Linked DNA regions of Rattus norvegicus: region 2 is linked to region 1. Evidence: chromatin contacts called from public Hi-C data. All regions are on one chromosome and are shown on one strand. The core of a region is the stretch at or near the end of the contact, and the rest is flanking DNA. Distances in the headings are between cores, read along the strand shown.

The links. Hi-C and Micro-C count contacts between places; a contact is called where the count stands out from the background.
Region 2: a Hi-C map of liver shows a contact between it and region 1, with 8 times the contacts expected there. The contact joins the promoter of Chchd5 here to the promoter of Snrnp200 in region 1. A contact is called at or near these places in 2 of 12 Hi-C or Micro-C datasets (both in liver).

What each region holds. Positions count from the first base shown.
Region 1 is chr3:134,880,402-134,884,138 of GRCr8, forward strand. It overlaps Snrnp200 (small nuclear ribonucleoprotein U5 subunit 200), which reads left to right and starts at 1,772. Exons shown (of 45, transcript NM_001037766.2): 1 at 1,772-1,926; 2 at 2,342-2,505. The coding sequence starts at 1,882.
Region 2 is chr3:136,813,079-136,816,815 of GRCr8, forward strand. It overlaps Chchd5 (coiled-coil-helix-coiled-coil-helix domain containing 5), which reads left to right and starts at 2,029. Exons shown (of 3, transcript NM_001106509.1): 1 at 2,029-2,170; 2 at 2,505-2,645; 3 at 2,727-2,983. The coding sequence starts at 2,169. The coding sequence ends at 2,955.

The sequences.
Region 1 (3,737 bases), core at 522-3,021:
CCCATACAACAGAAAATACAAGTAAATTTTTTTTTTGGTTCTTTTTTTCAGAGCTGGGGACCGAACCCAGGGCCTTGCGCTTCCTAGGTAAGCGCTCTACCACTGAGCTAAATCCCCAGCCCATTATTTTAAAAGTACTATTCAAAGGGAATAAAGGGATGGCTCAGTGGTTAAGAGCACCACCTGTTCTTCCGGAGGTCCTGAGTTCAATTCCCAGCAAGTACATGGTGGCTCACAACCATCTGTAATGGGATCTGATGCCCTTTTCTGGTGTGTCTGAAGAGAGTGGCAGTGTACTCACATACATTAAATAAGTAAAATAGAAAAAACTCATTATAATTTTAAAAAGTATTCAAAATGTCAATACTTTTATAAAATCTCTTATTTTCAGTATAACATTCAGTTTTTAAATTGACAAGGACTTCTTTTATATCTTCTAAGTGGAACTCCATTTGGGAAGGTTAACTATATTTGAAATGCAAATTCTTAGATCCCTAAATGATAAAACTTCTTTCTACTAATAAAGAAGAGAAAAGTAAATGGGTCCAACCTAGGGTTACCATGCTGCTATTAAATATGATAAGATACAAGCTGGTCACAGCAACCCAGGGCTGCAGCCATAGTGTCTATGAGTTGGAGGCAGGAGGATCGAGAGGGCAAGAGAAGTCTCTGGATAGCAAGTTTGAAGCCTCCTGGACTACAGAAGATCTTCTCTCAAAAACCAGACAAGAGCTAAAGAGATGGCTTAATGGGTATGAACACTGGCTGCTCTTTGAGAAGACCTGGGTTCCAATCCCACCACGCACATGGCAACTCATAACCTATCTGTAGCTCCAGTCTAAGGGAATCTATCACCCTCTTCTGGGCATCTTGGAGGTCTGCGTGTACATGAGACACAAAGATACATGTAAGCCAAAACACCCAGATACAAAGAATAAAATGTAAATGATAAACCAAATAATAAAAAAGTCAGCAAAATGGCTCGATGGATTAAGACACAGGCTTAAGGTTCACTCGTGCTTATTAAACATAAAAGAAAAGTAGAACTCGCTGTTTTGCTTTCAGTGTTGTGTAGAGAATTATTAAAAGACTAAATACTACCTTTACATAAAAGGTACCACTATTGCTTAATAAATCTGAATAGTATTTCTATACACATAACTTATTTTTCATATATTTCTTTAGTAAAACGTTCGTGCCACATTGAGGACAAAATTATATGCTGTAATCTGCACGATTGTGCACACCTAAAATCCTGACACAGGCTGTGTCAGATGATTGAGCACAAATATTTTTTCCTCTACTGTCAGTTAGCTGACACAGGGGAGAGTCTTACGGAAACGAGTCTAAGATGAGTTCAATAGGACAGCGAGCGTTACCCCAATTTCTCAATACAGAAGAGAAATCCAGTTAGTTACTAGACATGCCAACTTGCTTGAACCTTCAGCTTCCTTGTCCAGAAATGGAGCTCTTTAGTTTCCATTCCTTGCAAGCCTGCTGCCTGCCTCACAGAACGGCTGGTATGAGAAACCAAAAGTATTACAGAAAGGGACTTTTAACATCATACTTTTCGGGGGTTCAGCCTTGGCTCTGTAGTACCTATAGATGTGTGGAACCATAGTTCGCACGCGCGTGTGCCTAGTCGGTCAATGGAATTCGTGACCCGGATGTACTATCGTCCACAAACTCCGCCCAGAAGTCTTGCGTAATAGCCGGAAAGTCTCACTTTTATCGTGCGTCCCGGAACCGGAAGGAAGTCCGTTTCGTTTCTCCGTCCCGTACGTTTGTCCTGCGTGGTACCTGTTGGGCCAGAGCGGTTTGCACAGGCGGTTCGCACCGTGAGGAAGAGTGGAACCCTGAGTTCCCGGAGCACCGGCAGCCATGGCGGATGTGACTGCCCGCAGTTTGCAGTACGAGTACAAAGCGGTACGTGTGGTCTCGGAGTAGGATTGCGGGCAAGGGAAGTCGTGGATAGTCACGAACACTGATGGGGAAATGAGAGCTGGGTGAAGGATGTATTAAAACACGACGGAATATCCTTAGTGGAGATTGAGGGACGTGAGAATTTAGGAGTCCCGTCCCCCCCTCCCCCCGCTAAACTGTCTCCTCGTTACCCCTGATCTGCCCAACATTTTTCCCAAATGTGGGCTATTGTGGATGTTGTTAGGAACGCTGGTCGTTCACCTTATCAGATAGTACAGTGCTCATGCATAGTGCAATGACATACTATTCTTAAGAGCATTATTCTTTTATTCCAATGTTTTTCCATTTTCTGGTGTCACTGTAATAACAGGATTCAAAAACCATATGTCAAAGTTTTGATAAAGTATGATCTTTTCAGAACTCAAATCTTGTGCTCCAAGCTGACCGCTCTCTCATTGACCGGACCCGCCGGGATGAACCGACAGGAGAGGTTCTGTCCCTGGTTGGGAAATTGGAGGGAACTCGAATGGGAGATAAGGCTCAAAGGACCAAACCACAGATGCAGGAGGAAAGACGGGCCAAGTAAGTACCAAGGGGATGCTTTTTTTTTTTTTTTTTCAGCTAATGTAAAGCCCATCTTTAGCATTAGAGCAGTAGTTTTGCTGAAGTTTGTATGGAAGATCAGTGATGTGTGTGCAACATAGCAGAAACCTCTTCAAGGTTTAAAACTTCTTTGAACTTAGGTGTAATGAAGTGGAACAAAATCTATTGATACCTTTTACTGACATATTTCCTATTCATAGATGTTAATTTTCTTCAGTGTGTGTGTGTGTGTGTGTGTGTGTGTGTGTGTGTGTGTGTGTGTGTATGGGGTGGGGGTGTTGTGCACATGCATGCAAATGCCTATGTGAAGGCCAGAAGATGGTTTGAGATCCCTTGGAACTTGAATTACGGGAGGTTCTGAGCTACCCAATATGAGTCTGAAAACTGAACTTGGGTCCTCTTAGAAAGCAGTATTGGCGTCAGACTACTTGAGCCTTCTCTCCAGTTGGCTATCTGACTATTTCAGGGCTCTAGTTAATCTCCTCTGAGTAATTCAGCTCCTACTATTTCAGGCCTCTAGTTAATCTCTCAGTAATTCAGCTCCACCACATTGTTAGAAACTTTTCTCCCCAACCTTTCTTCTTTTGTTGCCTATCACTTCCTGATGATTTCTGTCAGCTTTTCATGTTGGTGGATTCATTTCAAAAGTTAAATACTACTTTGTTTTGCCTGCCTGCCTGCTTGTCTGCCTGCCTTCCTTCCTTCCTTCTTTCCTTCCTTCCTTCCTTCAAGACAGGGTATCTCCATCTATAGACCAGGCTGGCCTTAAACTCAGATCCATCAGCATCTGTTTCCCGAGCACTGAGATTAAAGTCATGTGCCTCCACCTTCCAAAAAAATGTGTTTTCTCTCTTTTTCTCTATCTCTTTTTTTAAAGATTTATTTTATGTATATGAGTATACTGTAGCTATCTTAAGATTGTAGCTGGGCTGGGGATTTAGCTCAGTGGTAGAGCGCTTACCTAGGAAGCGCAAGGCCCTGGGTTCGGTCCCCAGCTCCGAAAAAAAAAAAAAAAAAAAAAGACTGTAGCTGTCTCCAGACACACCAGAAGAGAGCATTGGATCCCATTACAGAGGGTTATAAGCCACCATATATTGCTCGGAATTGAACTAAGGACCTCTGGAAAAGAAGTTAGTGCTCTTAACCATTGAGCCATCTCTTCTTGGCCCTGTTTGGTTTGAGTGGTTGTTTTAGAAGAGCTCAAATATTGG
Region 2 (3,737 bases), core at 779-3,278, 1.9 Mb after region 1:
TCCAGCCTCCAGAGTGTGAGAATTATCAACATATCCCACAATACCCCGTTAAATTTTTTAAAATTAACTTTGATCTCAAGTTGTAGATTCTTGACTAAGAAATTGCGTGACATTACGACAATCCAAGAGCTCACTCAGCTTTGGACAGTGATGTGTGTTGTGTGGACTGTTTCCCTCTGTGTAAATTGCTCTTACACACAGGACATATTGCCACACACACAGCTTGTTCTGTGCATTCTGTCCTTATCTCTAATCCTTCAACATGTTCTCTGTAATTTCAAGAAATACATATAAAGAGAATCATAACATCATATTCTGAAATAGGCTTTTCTTTTTTTAACTTTAAAGGGTTTCCTTTAAGTCTGCACAAGTTCATGTAAGTATTCATGCCTTTGTATGGCTGTATAGTACTCCCAAGTATGGGCAGACTACTTTTACCATCCACTTTGAAGGACATTTTGATCGTTTCCAGTTTGGGGCATTAGAGATGAAGCTTCTCTGGACACATACACATTTGTGTCTTGAGTCTGAGACAAATGTTCAAGAAGCAGTTGTTGAGAGTCATAAGATAGTTACCTGCTTTATAAGAAATAAACTGGGGGATGGCTAAGTAGAGTGCCTTCCAAGCAAGCACGAAGGCCTGAATTTTGGACCTCAGCACCTGCATAAAAGGTATGGTAGGACCCACTAGCAATCCCAGTGCTAGGGTGAGGAGTCAGGATCCCAGGTGCTCACTGACCGGCCAGTTCAAGCTCACTGGTGGGCTTCGAGGTTCAGTGACACCCTGTCTCCAAAACACTTGAGGTTCAGTGACACCCTGTCTCCAAAACACTTGAGGTTCAGTGACACCCTGTCTCCAAAACACTTGAGGTTCAGTGACACCCTGTCTCCAAAACACTTGAGGTTCAGTGACACCCTGTCTCCAAAACACTTGAGGTTCAGTGACACCCTGTCTCCAAAACACTTGAGGCGTAAAGCAATAGAGGAAGGCACCTGCCGCTGACCTCTGGCCTGCACACACCATACTCTTGCTCCCCAGTTTCCTTTTACCTGCTCCCTCTTCGCCGCTGGTGCTGATGTTTACAACTTGCCTGTTCTGGTATTTTCTCTCAGACTGATAACATTGCCCTTGAACATCTTTAATGAGTACATTTAAACATTTTTTCGTTAATGAGTTCCCAGAGAGGGAACCCCAGTAACGGAATCACTCTTGAGATCTTCACTTCAAACCTTAAGGTGATTTAGTTATCTCCATTTGATTCTCAAAGACTCTTGACAGCGCCACCAGACAAAAGGCAACTACATGTGTGGAGGTGTGAGTGTCATGTTTCCCAAAAATAAAAGTATGAAGGAGGCCACAGCAGTCATCCTCGTTTTACAACTGCATGCTAAGGTAATTGCCGTTCATTTTCTCTAGCCTTAGACCTCTCCATACTAGGTGACATTTAGGAATATTTATCCTTACAGGGAAGTAAACTTCCAGGTCTAGCCTTATAATCTGAAGGCAAATATGGAGGTTGCAAACACCACCAAAGGAAATTACAAAGAAAGTAATTTGTCCACGATTGCAAGGAGCAAGCAATAAAACGCACTCTCATCCTGCCTTTACCACCTATGCCAAGGAAAGGGCATGTCTGAGTGAATAATCGGGTGGGAGGTCATTCTTTCCCATCAAGTTGAAACTAAAGTCAGGAGGCGAGTATGCACCGGCGTAAAGCCTATGGCAGCACAGTCTGAGAGGTTAATCCTCGTGTTCCTAAACTCAGCAGCAGCGTGTGCAGAGCCGTAGTCACGTGGGCCGGCGGCAGCGCGAGCAGCTGTAGATTTGACAGACAGGGAACTAGCTCAGGTCCCCAGCTGCAGAATCACTGCCGAAGTCCTACTTCCGGTGATCTCTAAGGGCCTGCACCACAAGCCGGAAGTAAATAAACCAAAATAGCTGACGGACCGGAAGTAGTTACAGGGGCCGCCTCCCGGATAGGCAGTGAGCCGGAAGGCAACGCAGGACACAGCTATGAAGGTTGAGCCTATGTGGGTTGAATGGCGGGAACTCTCGGCGACCGGAAGAGTAAGCCAGGAGGTCTGGCTTGGGCGCCGCCATGACAACCTAATACCGGAAAAGGCAGGTCTCTTCTCCCTGACTGATCGGCGCCTGAATTCGCCTGGAGATGTGAGTTTACAACTCCCTATAACTCTAGATCATGCTTGTCAGGTTGCATGATCCCCACCGGGAAATGACTGCACTCAAGATTCTTGGGAGATACTCCAGGCCTGCCTCACAATAGCCAGACTTTGTTTTAGGACTTCCACTATCCCCCGGGAAATCCTACCTTGTTCCACAACGATCAGGGATCGGCGCTTATTTCTGCCCCTCATTGGTTGTCCCTATAACAGTACCTTAAAAATTCCCAAATCCAGACTGGATCCCTAGTCCAATCACATACCAAAATCAGAACTCTTTCTTGCCTACTCTTGCGACTATCTTCGCTTACCCTATCCCACAGGCAGGCGGCCCTGGAAGTCACTGCTCGATACTGCAGCCGGGAGCTGGATCAGTATGGCCAATGTGTGGCAGCCAAGCCAGAGTCGTGGCATCGAGATTGTCACTACCTTAAGATGAGCATCGCTCGCTGCACGTCTTCCCAGTGAGTGTAAAACTGGGGGCTAGAGGTTGCCAGGCAGTGGCATTTGAATGCTTCAGGTTCTAAAATACCCTACTCCCACAGCCCCATCATCCGGCAGATCCGACAGGCCTGTGCTGTGCCGTTTGAAGCCTTTGAGGAGTGTCTTCGCTTGAATGAGGCAGCAGTTGGCAACTGTGCTGAACACATGCGGCGCTTCCTGCAGTGCGCTGAGCAGGTGCAGCCACCAAGTTCACCCACGACTGGAGAGGTAAAGGAGGCTCACTCGATCATGCCTTTTCCCCTTCATAACTCCCTTCGTTTTCTAATTTAAACACTTTCAAGAACTAGCCACAGCCCCATTCCTATACATGGCCTTGGCTATGCATCCAGAATCCAAAAAAAACCATGGTTCTCTGTCCCCAAGTCGCATCCTCTGCTTTACCCCACCCTTCACACTCCACCTCCGCCAGGGCACCTGCCCCAGCCTTTCCCTGGCTTGCCTCACCCTCTTGCTTTCATATAATGACCTGAATTCTGGTCATGATAAGCCCTTGCTTAAAACTCTCTGGTGGCTTTCGATTCACACTGGAACAAAGTCCCTGATTCTTACTGGATCCCTTGTGTTCTGTCCCTCTGCCATTGTGTCCCTTCACTGTTTTCCAGCTCTGCTGGTTGGGGTGATGGAGTGAGGTGGAGGGATACAAGATGTCTGAGATAATAAAATGTTATTGACAGGGCCATTAGAAAAAAGTCTTAAAATGCTCTGGAATTGGCAGAAATGGAAGAAAGAGTGAGAAACCCTCCATTAGATGTGTCTTGCTGCTCTTGCTGGACCACTCCAAAGGGAAAATTCAAGCCTTTATTGGCCCTCATCTGAGCATACCTCTCCGTGTCTCTTTCTTTCCCTGCAGCTCTGCCTTTTCTTTTTCTCCTTCTTCTGGCCTTCGGTGTCCGTTCATCCTGTCCTGTCCAGTTCTTCTGGTGATGGTCCCAGAATGGGCTCAGAGGAAATCTTAGCATGTTGACTTCTGCATAGAAAGCTCTCTGTGGTTTCAGTTCTGCCAGACCAGCTCACCCCCAGTGCAGCCTGGACCCTGGGTGACCTAGTCCCAC